Regions from separate parts of the Mus musculus genome. Here regions 2 and 3 are each linked to region 1. A link is a contact called in public Hi-C and HiChIP or PLAC-seq data. All regions are on one chromosome and are shown on one strand. Each heading gives the region's core, a stretch centred on a gene start, on an enhancer-like site or on the middle of the called end of the contact. The rest is flanking DNA. Distances are from core to core; before and after follow the strand shown. Region 1 holds the start of Ly96 (lymphocyte antigen 96). Region 2 has its middle 42 kb from the start of Sbspon. Region 3 holds the start of Pi15 (peptidase inhibitor 15).

What was found. Hi-C and Micro-C count contacts between places; a contact is called where the count stands out from the background. HiChIP or PLAC-seq counts read pairs in DNA pulled down with a chosen protein or histone mark.
Region 2: an H3K27ac HiChIP or PLAC-seq map of bone marrow-derived dendritic cells shows a contact between it and region 1, with 2.9 times the contacts expected there. The contact joins the enhancer-like site here to the promoter of Ly96 in region 1. A contact is called at or near these places in 3 of 115 datasets of contacts at active chromatin or transcription factors (bone marrow-derived dendritic cells, double positive thymocytes and large pre-B cells) and 1 of 9 other capture datasets (liver).
Region 3: a Hi-C map of adipose-derived mesenchymal stem cells shows a contact between it and region 1, with 2.9 times the contacts expected there. The contact joins the promoter of Pi15 here to the promoter of Ly96 in region 1.

Annotation. Positions count from the first base shown.
Region 1 is chr1:16,687,137-16,689,836 of GRCm38.p6, reverse strand. Ly96 (lymphocyte antigen 96) reads right to left here and starts at 1,381. Exons shown (of 5, transcript NM_016923.2): 1 at 1,218-1,381. The coding sequence starts at 1,329.
Region 2 is chr1:15,848,904-15,851,647 of GRCm38.p6, reverse strand. No RefSeq gene overlaps it. Among named protein-coding and RNA genes, the nearest start is that of Sbspon, 42 kb to the left of the region's middle. Within about 2 kb of position 1,392, at least 34 of the 459 cell types and tissues checked have an H3K27ac peak or open chromatin away from gene starts, as enhancers often do. A contact at or near this core is called in double positive thymocytes, where this site is marked.
Region 3 is chr1:17,600,604-17,603,303 of GRCm38.p6, reverse strand. It overlaps Pi15 (peptidase inhibitor 15), which reads right to left and starts at 1,403. Exons shown (of 6, transcript NM_053191.2): 1 at 1,262-1,403; 2 at 420-727. The coding sequence starts at 725.

The DNA of each region.
Region 1 (2,700 bases), core at 132-2,631:
GACAACTAGGCTATGATCTTGCTTTTCCTAGAACTGTCATTTTGGAAGGCACCACCTTCCAGCCACGAAGACATTCCTAGAAGGGGCAGAAAATGGACAACTAACGGAGCGAGCAGCAGAAAGAGGAAACAGATTGAAACAGCTCTCAAGCCCTGTACTAGGTTTTCTGGTCCCAGGCATTTGTTAATGACAAGTTGTAATGTGGCCATAGCGTTAACTATGATCCAATGGCACCAGAGTTTAGCTCAGCTGAAAAATATCTGCAACTCTAGCACTGGAGAGGTCGAGGCAACGGGGAGCATGAGTTTGAGGCTAGCATAAGCTATATAGTCAGTTCTAGGCAGCCTGTACTACAGAATAAGGCACTGTCTCAAAAAAATAAGCAAATAACTCAAAAGGCAGAGGCATATGTATCAATCTCTATGAGTTCCCGGCCAGCCAATGTTATATAGTGATACTTTGAAAAAAATAATAAAATAAGCTGGGCGTGGCAACGTATGCCTTTAATTCCAGGAGGTAGAGGCAGGCAGATCTCTATGATTTCCAACCCAGCCTGTCCTATATAGTGAATTCCAGGTAGTTACAGCTATATAGAAAGACCCTGTCTCAAAACAGATTTCAATAGAGTAATAATTACTGCATAAATCTAAAAATCACTATTCGAAATCAAATAAAATCATTATTTGTCAAGTGACTCATACAGTGAATTCTAAAATAACTTTCATTTTGCAAATTAAAAAAAAAGTGAGGCTGAGAATGTCTAAGTATTTTGCTCAAGGTCACACAGTTGGGGAGGAAGAAGGATGCTTCCAAGAGCACTCTAGGACCACAGGCTGGAGCTACAACCCCACCAGGAAGCACTGTGGGTTAGCCTCCTCAAGAGGAACCAGTTTGTGTCGGGGCTGGTACTCAGAAGCAAACTAGAACTAAGAAGAACCTGAAACCGAGCTCCGAGTGGAGAGAGCTTAACCACAAGACAGCAACAGAGGTAAAAAGCAATTCAGAGGTCCTGGGGAAACGCGGGGGGGGGGGGGGGGGTTGGGAGAGGGAAAGGATGATCCGCACCCGGAAGTGGTCGGCATTGCTCCACCCCCACCCCACACCGCAGCGGGCTCACTGCTGGAGCAGCGTTCCTGCCAGCCCTCCAGCTTCAGGTTCAGTGGAAACTTTCTCTCGAAATAGTTGGCGCCGCAGCTCTTTGTTGCCGGGCCACTTACCACAATAACTGTAGGAAATAATTGCATCGGAGGAGTTGCAGAACCACTGTTGCTTCTCAGATTCAGTCAATATGGGAGAAAGCAGCGTCGAAAAGAGAATAAATGGCAACATGATTTAATATCTCCGATACTTTAAACTCGCCAGGAAGACCATCGGACTCGACAGTAAGGAGGACAGATTTAACTTAGTCAGCAGTCATGTGATTTGGAAGCTCCCATCCAACTGCTTCCTCTTTTTATTTGCATGTGTGACTGTGCATTTGTTTTCATATCTGAGCACTTCCTGTAAGGCAAGAGAAGAAAAAAATGACTTAGAATATACTGTTTCTTAATACTCAGTGTAAACTAAAGTATCCAGCACTTTAAAACAGCACATTTTCAGGGAGACAATTAGCTGCCTTACAGGAAACCCTTACTTAAAAGGAAGTCCACTAGCCGTAGTACACACACCCAGTACTTGACAGGCGGATCTCTGTGAGTTCCAGGTTAGCCTTCTCCAGATAGTGAGTTCCAGGACAGCCAGAGCTATAAGGTGAGATCCTGTCTCAAGAAAGAAAGTCCACCGGTATACTACTTTTCTGTGTGCTGGCCACTCCCTCCCACACACTCCTCCTCATACAACGGTTTCTCCTGACCTAGAAAGCTGCATCTAGCTATCTAAGCTGATTTCTCTCCCCTACCCCCTCTCAATTTCTACTCAAGTACAAACAGGTTCAGCCACAAAACAGACAGGCAAGATGACCCCTACACGGGGTCAGTAGCAATTCCCAGCTGGGACCTCACCAGTTTTGAGAATGCACTCAAAAGGAAGGTTGAACTTGAGGCAATAGTGTTGAGTTGGGGGTGGGGTTGGTGCTGGACTCTAGAGCTCTTCCACAGAGTAGCATCTTGAGGTAAAAGTGTGAGTTCCAGTAATTAAAAAAAAAAAAAAAAAAAGAAAGAAAAAGCTGTTTTGTTCTGGCGTGTATTTCATTCAAAGACTACTTTAGAAAAGTGTGCTTCCTTCAGCTGCACGGCTTTTACAGACTCTTACTTTAGGGTTAGCAGCCAAGAAGGCTTACAGCTGTGGCCTACAATCCGGTTCTAGTGGTGACACTCAACTGCTCACTAAGAACTGTTAAGGTAGCAAGGCAATTGTATTTAAAGCAAAACAATAGAAAGATCAGAGCATACTGTGAGAGCAATGGGTCACCTGAGGATACTCCCGGCCACTGGGTGACTGTGAGGGGCCTCTTTTCATCAAGCCTAAAGGAAGGAGGCACTTGAATCAAGGGGCATAGTTTTGATGGTTCTTTATTTTGATCAATAGATTATGTCATTTAATATTTTTCCTACTATATATGCCCATTTCCATAATGGACCCAAATAATAATTATATAATGTATAATTATATACACACCCAAATATGCATTAGCATAATATGGTAAATAGATTCTTCCTTATAGGATGGTTTACCATATTGAGCACATACCCAAATCCAGAT
Region 2 (2,744 bases), core at 143-2,642, 840 kb after region 1:
CCTAATGTTGGGGACTGACTCTAATGCTTTTGAGTCAATCTGGGTCTCTGAAACCCAGAATCTTCGTGTCCAAACACCAAAGGTCCTTGTTCCTAATGGGTTTTTGATTGATCAATAAAGAGCCAACAGCCAATGGCTGGGCAGGTAGACTGAAATGGGACCTTTAGGTTTGTGAGGGCTAGGAACTGGGAGAAAGGAGGAGAATCACCATGATTTGGAGGGATCAGATTTATAGCTACAGAAGGAAAATCATCTGAAATGTAGGTGAGAAGGAATGTGGCCCCTAGAGATGTCTTGGCAGCAACGATAAAACATAGGTTTATAAAGTGTTGAGCCAGGAGTACTAGAGGAAAATGTATGATGGGCCGAGAATTGGAACTGCCAGCCTTTGAATGAATCAAGGCATATTAAAATTTACTGGCATGTGTGTATCTTTCATTTGTGAATCTAGATAGCTCCTGAGTGGGTGCTCTTTTGTGCAATGGTATAGCCAACTACCACTACACCTAAATTACTAGAACGTGAGCCTGTGGGATAAAGTCTTTAGTCAAAATATATTACTCTTCACTGTAACCAAATGCATTCCTGGAAGCAGGTTTAAGCGAGGAAAGGTTTATTTTGGCTATGGAGTATGAAGGGATGCCATCTGTGATGGTGTGGATGTGTGTGTGGTTTAAGCCAGGCTATAAAAACCTCAAAGCCTGCTTTTAGTGTCTCACTTCCTTTAGTGAGACTCCACCTCCTCACTGTTTCATAACCTCCCAAAACCATTGCCACCAAGTGAAGGCTCAAACACAAGAGTCTCCAGGGGCATTTCTCAAGGAAGCCACAGCAACATAATAATACTTTTTTTCTTTTTTAATTTTATCAATTTTGTGACATGGGCTGGGCATGGTGGCAGAGACCTGTAATTCCAGCTACTGGGAAATCTGAGGCAGAAGGCTCACAGGTTCAAGGCCTGTCTTGACTACAGATTCTTGTGTCCTTTATCCTGCATTACAGAATTACCTTTTTTTTTTTTTTAAAAGATTCATTTAATTATTTTATGTATGTCGGTATACTGTGGCTGTCTTCAGACACACCAGAAGAAGGCATCGGATGCCCATTACAGATGGTTGTGAGCCACCATGTGGTTGCTGGGAAATGAACTCAGGACCTCTGGAAGAGCAGTTAGTGCTCTTCACTTCGGAGCTGTCTCCAGCCCCACTGCATTACATTTTTATGACTTAACCATAACCCCAGGATCTACTGCAATTCACAATCGCAATGTGTTGGTTTTCTTTTTAAATGTTTTTTATTTTCAATTATGTGTCTGAGTTTATGTGTGTTGGTATGTGCATTTGAGTGCAGGTGCCAGCAGAAGCCAAAATCAACAGATCCCTTACAGTTGGAGTTACAGGACGTGGTAAACCACTGGAAGTTAGAAATTGAACTCAGGTCTTCTGCAAGGACCGTTATGTTCTTAACCACCGAGTCAGCTCTCCAGTCCTAGCTTTTAATTTTAAAAAATTATTCTATATGTATAGTTATTTTGCTTGCATGTTTGTCTTTACCATGTGCACACAGTGGCCACAAACGTCAGAAGATGGTCAGATACTCTAGAACTGAAGTTATAGACGGTTGTTAGACACCACGTGGATCCTGGGAATCAAGTATGGGTCCTCTGGGGGGAAACAAAGCTAGAGCTTTTAACTTCTGAGTCATCTCTCTATCACTGTTCTGAGACAGGCCTTACACTGCAGCACAAGCTGGCTCCCTTGCTTCAGATCTGGTTATAAGGAGAGAGCCACCATTTTGGTTTCTGGCTAGTTTTATTTTGTTCAGCATCAACCTATATGTAAAGAATCAAAAATACTCAAAAGATTGTTAGACTGAATGGTAAACTAAAACCAACTCAGTCAACCAATAAACTGTCAATGTCAACGAACCAATTAAAGGGACGGGCCTGCCTAGTGTGCTACTTACATTTGTAACCCTGGTACTCCAGAGTCTGAAGTTTGAGGCTAACTGGCCTGCAGAATAAACAAATACAGCAAGAATTAAATGGAATAAAGTCGAGGAGGAGAGGGAGTGAGGAGTCATGCAGGAGTAGGAGAGTTGTGATCACTTCAGCCAAGGTTAAGTGGCCACAGAATGGAGAAGACATAAGTAGGCTATTCAGAAGGAGGTGAGGAAGAAGGAAGACTCCCCAAACAGGTACCTAACAGCTGCGGAGTAAAACCTTGATGGAGGATGGCTGAGGAACACGGAATGAGCCCTTCATTAAGTGCCATTCAGGAGTCTTAAAAAAAATAATAAATAATTCATGTGAGGAATGATCTGGGAATACACAATGGGGCCAGTTCATGTTACACAGCCAGGCTAGCCATGAATTCATGGCGGTCCTCCTACTTCAGCTTCCCAAGAGCTGGGATTATAGACATGAAGCCGTGGGAGTTTTAAGAGGCTTGGGGACGTTGACCTACAACCTTACTTTTGATCTCCTGCTGTGCCTGCACACACACAGTATGTGATCTATAACAGTCTTAAGAGTTCAGTTCCCTGAGATTAAAGTGTTAAACATACTTGTAACCTCCTTCCTATTCAGAATTTCAAGTTCACAACACCTAAGTTCTCCACAAAACTATTCATCACAGGATTGCTATTCCCTATCGGCTTTTCAGAATACCTGGTAGCGGGAGAAAGGCTGACAACAGCCACTTGATGTCACTGCTCACTGGGATCTGAGAAGGGAAGAGGTGCTC
Region 3 (2,700 bases), core at 154-2,653, 910 kb before region 1:
TATTCTCAACAGCGATTTTAGTGGATAAATATGGCCTTTAGGTTCAGAAAACACAGAAAAACAAAAAACAAACAAACAAACAAACAAACAAACAAAAACCTCATGAATTATGCTCTGAAAAATGACTTTCCAAATGTGGGCAGTCAGTATACCCAATTGTTTTCCTCCTTATAGAAAATGTGTCTCATGTGGTTATGGAACTCACAGAAGAAAATCTATATAGATCCACCTGTCCTGTCTGTCTCACATACATTAATCCGTAAAAGAACACAATTTAACATTAGAAGATACATTAAAAAACATTCATAGGTTGTTCAAACATGTATACTGTATCCCTTGGCAAACATGCACTGTGGTCCATTTAGATCTTTTTAACACACAAAGGAAAGCTTTCTCAAGAAAGGACAAATTCCTCTTACCATATATTCCATGTTTGCTGCTGGTGGGAACACTTTGCCCCGGACTTGATTATGATAATCGAGAATGGCGATCATGTCATTCTGAGAAATGTAACGCTTCCGCCTGGCTTTGGGGATATCCGCAGACTCTAGTGGTGTGCTGAGGGCGGCTTCAGTATCAGTGAAGTTATTGGCTGGCAGAGATGAGTCAGTGGGATTTAGTAAAACGACAGTATGTGCTTCACAGAGAAGGGACAAAAGAATCACAAGGCTGACTGCAGAGTTCATTATCATTTTCAGGGATGGAGAAGTCCTCCAGCTTTGCATTGCTTTGAAGCAAAAACAGTGTAGAGTTAGAGCCTTTACAAAATCAATCAAACAACAAACAAGCAATCAGAAAAGAGCAATAGGGTATGAATTTACATTGTCATCTCTAGGGAGAATTGTGTGGATGGACATTCTCCCAAAATCCTCAAAATTGTTGCCTGAATCTAATGTAATTTCATTTGGGTATGCTATGCGTCATACCTCTTAAAAGGAACTTTCTAGAGTTAAAGAAAGAAACCATGAACATTCCGTTTAAAATGAATGGGAATACTTTGCCCAAATGCTTGAACTGCAAGACACATTACTACAATGCCTGTTTCCAGCCAGGAATCTTTAGCAACCCAAGCTGACCCTGAGAATGAAGAAGACAAATATAGGTAGCCACAGCAAATGTGCTGATAATTTGTCCCAGACATTCTGCATACCGAGTGACATAGGGTAGTACAGAAACCCAGTCTCACTGCTAAGGGGGAAAATGATGTAAACTGCTTTAAGATAATTCATGCAATAAAATCTAGTTAATCCAAGTAGCTTACCTCTGCACAATGCCAAAATGAATACACTGCTCCTCCAACAACGTAAGTTTCTTTGTTATGTTGTAGCATCAACTCTTGTAAGAGGAGTATGTCTTATTACAAGCTCTCAGAGTGCAAGAGTCTGCAAGATTTGAATGCTGCTGGCTACAGAAACAGCTAACAGCTTTTATATGTCAGTTTGCAAAGTCCAGAAAGGGCAGGCTCTCTTAGGGTCTCTCAGCCAAAATCCAAGGGGAGGGGCTTGGGACAGAAAAGAAAAAAAAAAAAAAACAACCAACAACAGAGATTGGGTGGCAACCTTTTTATGTGGCAGTGAGGAAATTGAGTCACACCCACAGCTTACAAAGCACAAATCATGAGACACCCCCCTTTTCTACCTTTTCAGTGAGTGGTTAATTTTTCTTTCTTAGTATGCTCTAGCTCCTGGCTCCCATACCAAAAAGACAAGGGAAAGGAAGAAGGGGGGGGGGGAGGAATTAAAAGACTGTGGGTTCTTGAAAACACAGATGCCTGAGTAACAAGCAGTACATTTTCTGTTTAGATGCCAGCAAATGACATAGGAGCTAAAAAATCATGCTGATATTAAATCAAGAGATCGACTCACACAGTTAGTCTGGGTGGCCACAAATATTATTCACGAGGATTCCAGGCAAGTCAGTAGTAACCAAACTATAGCTTATGATGTTAGGATAATACATGCTCTAGTGGCTGTGCTGTCCGTCTCCATGTGGTTTTATTCCTGCAATTTATATATTTATCTCTTCTCATTCCATCTTCACTCCTTTTTTTCTTTCTCCAAAACAGTACAGTTAGCTAATTACCTGCTTTCTATCTGCCTTGTGTAAAATGTGAAATAAAACTCACAGCAAATGACAGAAGCCAAGATAACATCTGTTCCAGGCTTAGTAACATATACCTGAAATTTCAAGCAAGGAAAAATTGAGCTTCCCCATCATATCATTATATAGTACAATGGAGACCATGAAGAATCATACAGCAGCAGCAGCAGCCAAAAAGGACTTACTGAGAAGATGCCACTGAAGCAAAATCCACATCTGGCAAAGGCAGAGAAAGAATGCAAATAATACTATTGTAATCTGTAATGAAAAGATCCCCTGAAATGTTATGTGCCATTTTCTCACTAACAAAATCTGGACCATTTACAACCAGTCAGAACAGGTATTCAGAAAAACACAAACATATTTGCTCAGCCTACTGATGGAACTGTCGTCAGCATGTTTTTGCAGGGTGAGCATCATGTGAATTCACAGCCATCAAACCAATGAGTATGTGGCAGACTGGACTGGAATCCAGGTCTCCTAGGATTTGCTCCCACTCAGATCACTCTCAATCTGTGTGACCCAATGCCTGCCTTTAACTCTTTGTGAGTAAATTTTAAAATGATAGAGAAAAGATATGCACCCTTTGGAGAGGGAGCC